Linked DNA regions of Cricetulus griseus: region 1 is linked to region 2. Evidence: chromatin contacts called from public Micro-C data. All regions are on one chromosome and are shown on one strand. The core of a region is the stretch at or near the end of the contact, and the rest is flanking DNA. Distances in the headings are between cores, read along the strand shown.

Region 1 (4,871 bases), core at 1,593-4,092, 47 kb after region 2:
CCTGGAAAAGCCTGAAAGAAGATAAGTGGGTCACGGTCATGGACTGTTGTGTGACTAAAGAGACAGACCCCAGGCAAAGCTTTGAGGAACTGGTCAGAATAGTCAGCCAAGGATGCTCCACCTTCGTCATTAGACAGGGCACCACTATCCCACAGAGCTGTGTCCACTCTGTAGGAAATGGGCTGGGAGTTTGTTTTCCATCCTATTTTAGGAAGAATGGATTTTACACTATGGTGAGCTGTCAAATATGTAGAGAATGTTTAAGAGACTTTGGGCAGCACACTTGGTAGATAGCCAGGAAGACAGAGTTGTGTAATGGGGATGCTGCAGGATGTAGGTAAGGGAAGGGGTCTATTGCTGGCCTTGCTGTTTATCAAGGCTGTGACCTTGAACAAATCTACTTCTAAACTTGTCCATCTAATATTTAAAGAAAATACTGTACATGGTCCCCATCCACTCATCCTTTCAAGGTGGAGTAAAGAGAAAATAAAAGCAATAACAAGAGCATACCAAAACATCTGTGAAGTATGACAAGACAAAGAAGATTTTCACATGTTATGTTTATTTTTATTATTTAGTGTACCCCATTTCCCCCTCCCCTCCATTCAGACCCCTTTCTATCCTCACATAGTTCCCTTTGCGTGCGTGCGTGCGTGCGTGCGTGTGTGTGTGTATTTAAATTTAGAGCCAACATAAGAGAGAAAATACCCAGTATTTGTCTTTCTGACCCCAGCTTGTTTCACTTAGCATGATCTCCAGTTCCATACATTTTCCTGCTAACGACATCATTTCATTCCTTTTTACAGGGGAATAATATTTTTTTGTATGTGCTGTGCATTTCCACTGTGCATATGTGCCAGCGCTTTTAATCCATCCACTTGTTGATGGTCATCAAGACTTCCACGTCTCAGCTATGGGGAGTGGTGCATGTGGTGTTCTGGTATGTCTTTGGCACACTGACTTAGATTCCTGCAGCCTATATGCAGTAATGGTGCAGCTGAGTCACACGGTTCTATTTTCAGTATTTCTTGAGGAGACTCCACACTGATTTCCACGTTGGCCGCACTAGTTTATGTTCCCATTAGCCGTGTCTTGAAAGCGTTCTCCCCTCTCCCCAGGTAGTACAATCCTAAACATCCTAAATTATTTACTACTAAATTAAAATCAAATCAAACAACTGCACATGTCTCCTGCTTTGTTGCAGAGAGAGCAGAGTCTCACTGTATACCACAAGCTAGCGTGAAGCTAAGAGTCCAGCCCTTACAATGAAAGTACTTAGTACTCTATGTGGGCCATGTGTTGGCAAACAAGGGCTAGGAGGCAAACTCAGCCAGCCAGCCAGCCAGTTTTGTCTTGGGGGGAGGGGAATGGGGTGAAAAATATAGTTGTAATAGAATTTGTGTGTGTATTAGCAAAAGAGGGTTTGGTGAAACAAAAAGAACCATCTGCATATAAAGAGTGACAAGAGGACAGTGGCCAAGCAGATATGAACAGGCAGACACACAGGTGAAACTCTCATGGTAAAAATACATCTAAATCTTTATTTAGAGTGTGTGTGACAAGAGCTTCCCATTAGATAGTAGGTGGTGGCGTGGGCTCTACTGTAGTGGTCAACTGTTGTGGACAATAAGCTTGTTACCCCGCTCTTAGCTCCTTAGAAAATGCACATTTTTCTCCACAGGTCTCTGCCATTGGTTTGGGGAAAGGTGGTAGTCTATTTTAACAGGTGTAGTTGCTGTCTCCGCACCCATGACCCCTGTTCTTACAGCGAGAGCCTGTAGGATCATCTGTCTTCGACTCACATCCTGAATGCCTGACGGACAAGAATTTCTTCTCAGAGAACTTAATTGCTGTTGTAGTCTTATCATCTGTATAGAAAACCAGAACTGCAGTGTCTTCCCTGTCCTCGGGTCCCACAGGACTCCTTGAGTCAATGAGCTTAAGCTAAGAGTGAGATCAGTGACTGGCGGTGAGCTTATGGTATGGAGCCCCTGCAGTTAAGCTGTGTCTGAGAAGCATGGCAGGCTTCCCAAGTCTGCCAGCACCTCTCCATGCTTTCTTGCTATTAGATACGTCTTCTCCATGTGTCCCTTTCCTTCCCAGGCAGCCTCAGTGAGTAGGGTATGGCGTAGTGGTAACATCAGCGTCTACCACACTGCTGAAATAGCTCAAAGGGGCGAGAGTGGGCAGTGCTTGAAGGAGGGTGGTGGCCTGTGTGCCTTGCTGCAGGCACTCAACTCTGCTGTCTGTGCTCAGTGCTTCTCACTGGTGTCCACAGGAGGCTGCTTTCTTAGTGCCTCCCTGTAGACCGGGACTTACTGACTCAAAGAACCTATGTTTAGCTTTGCTTTGTGTACGCCCCTTGCATTCAGGCTTTAGTAAATATAGCTACATGGGAGGAAGAGGAGGCAAGCAGTGCATAGAGCAGAAGTTACAGTAAAGCAGTGCTTTGGCAGCTTTGGGGAAAAAAAATTAAAACTTTAACTTTCCTTTCTATTCTGAGGCCACCACAAGATGTTTTGTGCTGATGTTCATTCCTCAGTCATGAGAAGTGGTAGGAGGGGCCAAGCATTACGTTATCTCTCAAAAAATATTAATTTGGAGTTGGGTTAAAATTAGCAAGGAGAAAGAGGGAAAAGAAATAAATCATTGGACTCAAGTGATTTGGAAGCAAAATAGTAGACACCTCATGGCTGTAGGAGACGCATACATAGGTCCTACCAATACAGCCCCGTTGTCTTAGGGTAGGGCTGAGGCTGAGTACTGTGAGAGCTGTCAAGTAAAAAACCCTTAGTAAGTTGTGGCCCAGGTCATCCCTTCTGCAGGCTGGAATCTGAGTCAGTACGGCTTGTGACTAATGACTTGTCAGAATGTCAGCTGCTTGATCGTAACATAATTACACAGGAGAGAGATCATCACCTATTTTTAGGAATTGTCCTTCTGGGAATCATGGTGATGATGGCCTCCAGAAAACCACTTCCAGGCCTGTGACATAAACCTCCCAAGACAGACTCCCCTCCTGGCAGCCTGCTGGTGCTCCAGGTCACGGCCTCCACTCACGTGAGATGGGAGTTGCTCAAGAGTGGCATTTGCCCCACAGGACCTGTTTGTGTACGTACCTGTACGAGATAGCCAGTTCCTAGCCACGAAGCCAGCAGCAGAAGTTGCTGCAGGTGTGAATGAAGAAGCCTCACCTGGTCATTTCCATTTCCAGCAAGTCTACTTTGTACCTTGGACATCTAGTAACTCAGGCACCTAAGATGAGGCCCTGCTGATGGCAGAGCACCCACTGCTCGGAGCCCTTTCGAACTCTACATTGAGAGAAGACAGAAAGGACTCAAATAGCAGCACTTAAATGAGTGAGGGTATTCCTGCCTGTCACTTGTCTGTGTCGTGGTTCCCGTGTTTCAAGTGCTTGATCAACATTTTGTTTTGTTTTGTTTTAAGAATGATGGCCTAGATTCATGAAGTGGGCAGGACTCAGGGGAAGCAGGGTGTCCACAAGTTGCTCAGTGAATACCGGCCTCAGCCTCCTTGAGCCCTGCTGCCTTCGGGATGATTCCAAAACCACCACCTCTGCACGACTAACTCAGCACTCAGTCTTATTTAGGAGTATGTGGTAGAAAGAACATAACAGCAATCATTTGTTACACTGGATAACTTTATGTGACCCCTTTGAGGAGGCCATGATGTATAGATGTTTGGCCCAGCACAACCGTGTTGCCTGTTCAAGCATGTTTTATCTGTGACCTATTTTAACCATTAGACTCTGAGTAAATCCTAATACTCTCTGTAAGGTGGGTGGGTCTCCTGCACCAAAAATAAAAGGTGTGTGTATGTTTGTTTGTTTGTTGAGACAGCGCCTCCTGAAGCTCAGGTTTGGCCCCCAAACAATGCAGTGAGCCACAGATGACACTGGATTTCTGTCTCCCTGCCTTTACATTCCAAGTGCTGAAATTGTAGACATGTATCACTATCCCAGTCAGTATAGGCTGGGACCACACCCAAGGACTTTGGTGCATGCTGTCCAGCTCTTCTAGCTGATTCCATCCCTAGCCCCAGAAAGGTATTATTTTTATTATAAAAGGTCCCATTTAAAAACCTTCAGTTACTCCCAATTGTTGGTTGTAAATCCTCTGGCTTTTCTGTATGTTCTTTAAATTGCTGTTTTTGTTTCTTGGGGTGAGCTGCCTCGGTGCCATCCAGACTGTTGTTGAACTCCTAGGCCTCTGAAGGACCCACCTACCTCAGCTTCTCGTGTGGCTGGAATGACAGGCTTGGCTTCCCTGATTGTGGTATTCCTCCAGTCTCTCTATTAGTTTCTTGTCATTGTGATCATAGCACCTGATAGAAGCAACCTAAGGGAAGAAAGAGTTGTTTGGTACAGTTTGAGAGAGTTGCAGTCCACCACGGCAGAAAAGCTTGGCAGACTTTCCTTTTGGGCTCCCAGTTCACAAATAACTACACAAGAGACTTACTACTAATTATGAAAGTTTGGCCTTAGATTAGGCTTGTCCCACTAGCTCTTTTGTTGTTGTTGTTTGTTTGTTTGTTTTTGTTTTTTCGAGACAGGGTTTCTCTGTGTAGCTTTGGAGCCTATCCTGACACTCGCTCTGAGACCAGGCTGGCCTCGAACTCACAGAGATCTGCCTGCCTCTGCCTCCCGGGTGCTGGGTTTAAAGGCGTGTGCCACCAATGCCCGGCCCCACTAGCTCTTATAATTTAAATTGACCCATATTTTTATTAATCTGTGTTCTACCATGTGACTTTTACCTCTCCTATTTTGTGTGTCCGACTCATTCCAGATCTCGATGGTATCTTGCACACCTCTGCCCAGAAATCTTGCCTAGATCTCCTGCCTAGCTATTGGC
Region 2 (4,901 bases), core at 559-3,058:
AGGAATTTGAAAGTGATCCTACTGACTATAAAGAGCCACCCATCCTAAGTAAGAATTGGGAGACTGTGTACACTGCCCAGAACAGCAGCCATGGTTTTGCAACAAACACTTGCCATATTCAAAAATGTGATGCAACATAAAAGGCATAAAAACCTTTCAAAAAGGAAGACGACCACCAATCCACGACAGTTCCTTCTTTGTCTTTGGTAGCCTGGAACTAGGACTTACTGCAAATAGGCAAACATACCCTTTCATAGAGTGGTGACCACCCTAATTAGGATCATTTCTGTGAATAATCTGAAGGTGGTTGGCTTCCAGTCCCCAGTGATTAATGCACACCAAATTGTTTTCATTTGTGATTTTCTTCCACATTTTAGTTAGGAAGCATCTATCCCTGGTTTATCTGTCCGTCTGAGAACAGCAGCAAAGCAGCTCCCAATTCCAGCAGCAGTAAAATCCAGAGAGGAGGAAATGTGTGACTACTTGATGAAAGCTAGAATTGAAATGTCAGTAAATAATCTAAAGGAAAAAGATTTCATCATTTCCTTCTCAAGACAAGTAATTAAGGACAGCTCCCACCTCCACCCAAAGTTTTTAAGCTCCTAGGTTCCCTGGACAAAGAAATGGAAGCAAACCTTCAGTGTGTCACACATTACTTACCTAGCCTTTATGTCACCCTCACCAGGGTGGTTGCTTTACTTCTTTTACAGATAAAGCAGGCTCAGGGGTGTTGGCACACTTTGGGGCACACTGCTGGGTCTGAGGACGGAGTAGACAGGCCTTCTGCCCTATAGCCCAAGGTCACTTCTGCACCCAGCCATACCTCCCACGATGTAAGCCCTCTAAATTCCAACAGACACTTGCCATGTTGAACCCAGTCATCTCACCGCAGAATCCCTCCTCTTCTGTAGGCACATTTCTCCTCTTCTGTAGCCCTACATTCCCACGGGTCCTTGTAAAGCCTCCTTTCCAGGAGGGGATCTAGAACCCTGCCTCTCCGAGGTCCTCTGCGTTGAAGGGCATCTTTCCTTCTTGTCCCTTCCAGAGCTCAAAACAGAACCTCCCAGGCTCTGGAACCGAACCGGCCGCTCAGCCTGGCATCAAGCATCGTGGTCTCCTCGGGTGCCACCTGGCCACCACTGGCCTCAGGTCCTGCTCTCTTTTCTCTGCTTGGGTGAGGAAATCCGAGGCCCAGAGCCAGGGCAACTTTCCTAGGATACATGGTCTCGGGGAGAGGCCGGCGCAGTCCCCCGTTCATTGACCACATGCGCCCCCTTCTCCAAGAGCCTAGCTTGCAGCCAACATCCGGATCCGCGCATGGCCCTGGACGCGCAGGGGGAAAGTTGTCAGCCGTGGCGTGCGCCTCTCACCTCGCTGTGCACCTCACCGCCGCGCGCCCACACCCGGTCCACCTTGCACACACCCCGCCCACGCCCGTGCCCCTCTCCCGCGCGCCGCGACGCAAAGCCGCTCCCGGCCCCTCTCGGGCGGCCGCCGCTTCCGCCAGTCCGGCGCGCAGCCTGGGGAGCGCCGAGCCATCGGAGCGCGCTGCGCGGGACGGCGCGGGACGGGCAGGGCGCGCACTCTCGGCGGTGGACAGGCCGGTCCAACTCTCTGGCGCGCGGGGTGCGTCGCCCGTCGCCGCCCCGGTACCGGGAGGCAGAGCGAGCGCTTTGTCCCCGCGCCCGCCCGGGACTCTGCCCCGAGGAGGCAGCCGCGCCGAGTCCCGCCTCCGCCTCTGCCCCCGGGCGGGCCGGGCCGGCCGCGGTGGGGGGAGCCAGGCTGAGGGCGAGGGTGGGGGCGGGGGCGGGCTCAGGAGGAGAGAGGAGGGCAGCAGAGGCGGCGGGAGCGCCGGGTGCCGGGCCGGAGGAGCCGCGGGCTCTCGGGAAGACGCGGATGATGAACAAGCTGTACATCGGGAACCTGAGCCCCGCCGTCACCGCCGACGACCTCCGGCAGCTCTTCGGGGACAGGAAGCTGCCCTTGGCGGGACAGGTCCTGCTCAAGTCCGGCTACGCCTTCGTGGACTACCCCGACCAGAACTGGGCCATCCGCGCCATCGAGACCCTCTCGGGTGAGCACCCGCGCGACCCACGCCGCGCCTCGCCTGGCCGGCTCGGGACGGTGGCAGCGGGGAGGCCGAGCCCCACGGGCCGCGCCCGCCGCGACTCCCGCGCCGCACGCTCACTTCCACGCACCAGTCCCGCGACTCTGGCGGCGGGCGGGCGGGCTCCGGGACGGCCGGCTGCCCTGCCCCCACAGCGGGGGCTAACCTAGACCCTCGGGCCTCAGCCTCGGGGCGACCCTGTGATCCTCCGAGGGTCCCCAGGCTCGCTGGCTCCCTAGGAGCGCCCCGGCGTGCCCAGCTGCTCTGCGGAGCTTCCCCCGCCCCCACCTTTGCAGAGTCCCCCCGTTTTCCCTTTTTCTGACCCTTCTAGTGCCCTCTTTGCCAGGGGCCCCCCTAAATCCAGCATCTCCTCTCCTCCTGGCCAGACCTTCCTGCTTCCCATGCCTCGTGCCAAAGACCTCTCACCCTCTGCCGTCTCCCGAGCCGCAGTCTCCTTTTTGAGACCCCCCTTGCCCCCCGGCCCCCCACTTTCTGCAGGTCCTCGACTTTACCTACTGAACCCTTCGAGGTCCCGGGGTTCCCCCCCACCCGGCCCCTGCCGGACCGCACATCTCCCTCGGTCTTTTCCCGAAGCTCACTTCCCTTTCGCTGGTCTCGGAAGCGCTCCTATTTTTCCCTGAATTTTTTGTCCGATTTTATTGAGAAGAACTCGGGGCTGGGGGCTTTCCGCCTCCCGTCTCCCCGCCTCCTGCTCGGCCAGAAGCACCTTTTTACGAGGTACCCTGTCTCAACTCGGTGGGGGCCCGGGCTGAGAACCGGGAAAGAGGCGACCGGGGGGCCCGCGAGCGCGCTGGAGCTCAGACGGGAGTCGGAGTGCGACTCTCGCCCGCGCGCGCGTTCCCAACTCGCATCCCGCACACGCACGCGGCGGACCACGCTCCTCGGGCCTGCGACCCCCGACCCCGGAGAGAACCCCTTCCTTGAAAACTTGTGCGGCAGGGTGTACTGGAGAGACCTGGGGGTCACCCCAAAGCAGGCGGCCGCAGAGCGGGGGACGCCTGCGGGTGTCCCCGGGGCCGCTGGCAGGGAGGGTGGTAGGGTGAAGGTGGGGGGGTGGGGGGCGAGCGCCCAGGAGCCTCGGGGTCCCCGGATGGTGGAATGGGGAGCTGGGGGCCGGAGAAGCCGGGGCGCACCAGCCCTGCAGCTTGAGTTTCAAATGAGCTCATCTTTTCAAATTGGCGCCGCTCTTTATTAAGTGTGTTTTCCGGTAATGCCACCCACAGCTATACCTGGGTCGGAACCGGGCTAGTGCCCTTCCCACCTCGTCCGCCACCCGTGGCGCCCACTTTTCATCACAGTTGGAGCTAAGTTCGCCCAGCTGCGGCGGGGTGGAGGACCCCTTGAAGGCTCCAGAAGGCGGAGCCCGAGGGCGCAGTTAGTGTGCGTGCCCCTCCTAGACCCCCGCGGGTTTGACTCGAGGAGGTTCTGAGTACTTTACGTTTCTGTTTTAAAGGTAAAGTGGAATTGCATGGGAAAATCATGGAGGTCGATTACTCAGTCTCTAAAAAGCTAAGGTAAATATATTTTGCCTAGTTTCTTTTTTTCCTTCTCTGCGATTGGACTTCCAACTAAAAAAATGTGGTCAACTTTAAAAAAATGTCTATTATTTTTTAAAGGGCTTTTGTTTGTTAGTGGAGATACATAGCTTAGAAAGTTATTATTGTTATTATTATTTTTACTTTCATTATATAAGGTGTTTTCTGTGCCTGCAAACTGTTTGGTGACTAATTAGGGGTCGGGATGGAGAACACTAGGTAGATTCAGTTGGCTGCTACCGATTACGTTGTTTATCATAAATTGCCTTTCACTGAGAACTCCCCACTGCCATCACTACCCCCAGCACAATAGCAAACTTCCTGTGAGATGTTAAGAGTAAATATTTACTGTGTCAGCTGAATTGCTTAACTAGACCATGCGATTAATTACTCCTTTTTTTTGCATAGTTTAGTGACGAATAATAAAATAATTCAGTAAATGGGGGGGGGCGTCAGTATTTTGCATAGTTTTCTAAAGAAGTTGGTTGTTTGCATGGGATGCAGGGAGATGCCAGACTTCAATAACTGAAGCAGCAGGGCTGTGCTCCTGAGTGCTTTGTTGTTAATTGTTGCTTTAGAGAAACGTTGCAGAATAAACAACCTCGCGGTGAAGTCGACAGTTAGCTATTGTTAATGCAGGAGTAACACGCTTTGTGGGGGTTGGGGTTTATCCATTCTTGCTAAGCAAGAATGAAGGAGAACATCCTTGTTTAAAGCTCACCGTGGACTTTAAATTGGGTGGGGGGAGTAAGCCCCCCCATCTTAAATTAGTTAATATCCATTAATGAACGTTTCTTTACCATTTGTCATTAAGCATGTGAACTGGGGAGGCTTAGTCTTGATTTTCCACCTTCTTAGGCAGAGGTAGATGCTCAAGCTCTGTCAGGATTGAGCACATTTTAAAACAAATGGATTTTTATAAATACTTGGATGTGTTGGAGGGTTTTAAAAACATTGTGTGCATAGTTCCACATACATTTTAATGTCACGGAATTTCTATTTGGAAACGGTTGTGTGCCACATTAGAAAACTGTTTACTACTTTTGTTTTTGAAAAAGTTAAGATTTAATGATTTGCAGTTTGGGCTGTTACACTGAATAGATTCTTATTTTGAAAATCTATAGCTGGCTTTCTGTAAGTTGTTTTAAGTTTATGTGGTTTCCTTCAGTAGTATTATTTTGGGGGGACTGGGTAAGAGATGTTTTCTGGGATGCTATAAGTACTTACTGTAAGTTTAA

Evidence for each region. A called contact is a pair of places that touch in the nucleus more often than the background predicts.
Region 1: a contact with region 2 is called in a Micro-C map of the CHO-K1 cell line, with 1.9 times the contacts expected there. The contact joins the enhancer-like site here to the promoter of Igf2bp2 in region 2. A contact is called at or near these places in 2 of 8 Hi-C or Micro-C datasets (both in the CHO-K1 cell line).

Annotation. Positions count from the first base shown.
Region 1 is chr4:66,787,184-66,792,054 of CriGri-PICRH-1.0, forward strand. The region is part of intron 2 of Igf2bp2 (insulin-like growth factor 2 mRNA-binding protein 2); the gene reads left to right. Among named protein-coding and RNA genes, the nearest start is that of Igf2bp2, 47 kb to the left of the region's middle. Within about 2 kb of position 2,843, at least 1 of the 6 cell types and tissues checked has open chromatin away from gene starts, as enhancers often do. A contact at or near this core is called in the CHO-K1 cell line, where this site is marked.
Region 2 is chr4:66,740,766-66,745,666 of CriGri-PICRH-1.0, forward strand. It overlaps Igf2bp2 (insulin-like growth factor 2 mRNA-binding protein 2), which reads left to right and starts at 1,809. Exons shown (of 16, transcript XM_027413005.2): 1 at 1,809-2,074; 2 at 3,582-3,642. The coding sequence starts at 1,897. It overlaps LOC118238804 (a long non-coding RNA gene), which reads right to left and starts at 1,735. Exons shown (of 2, transcript XR_004769973.1): 1 at 661-1,735.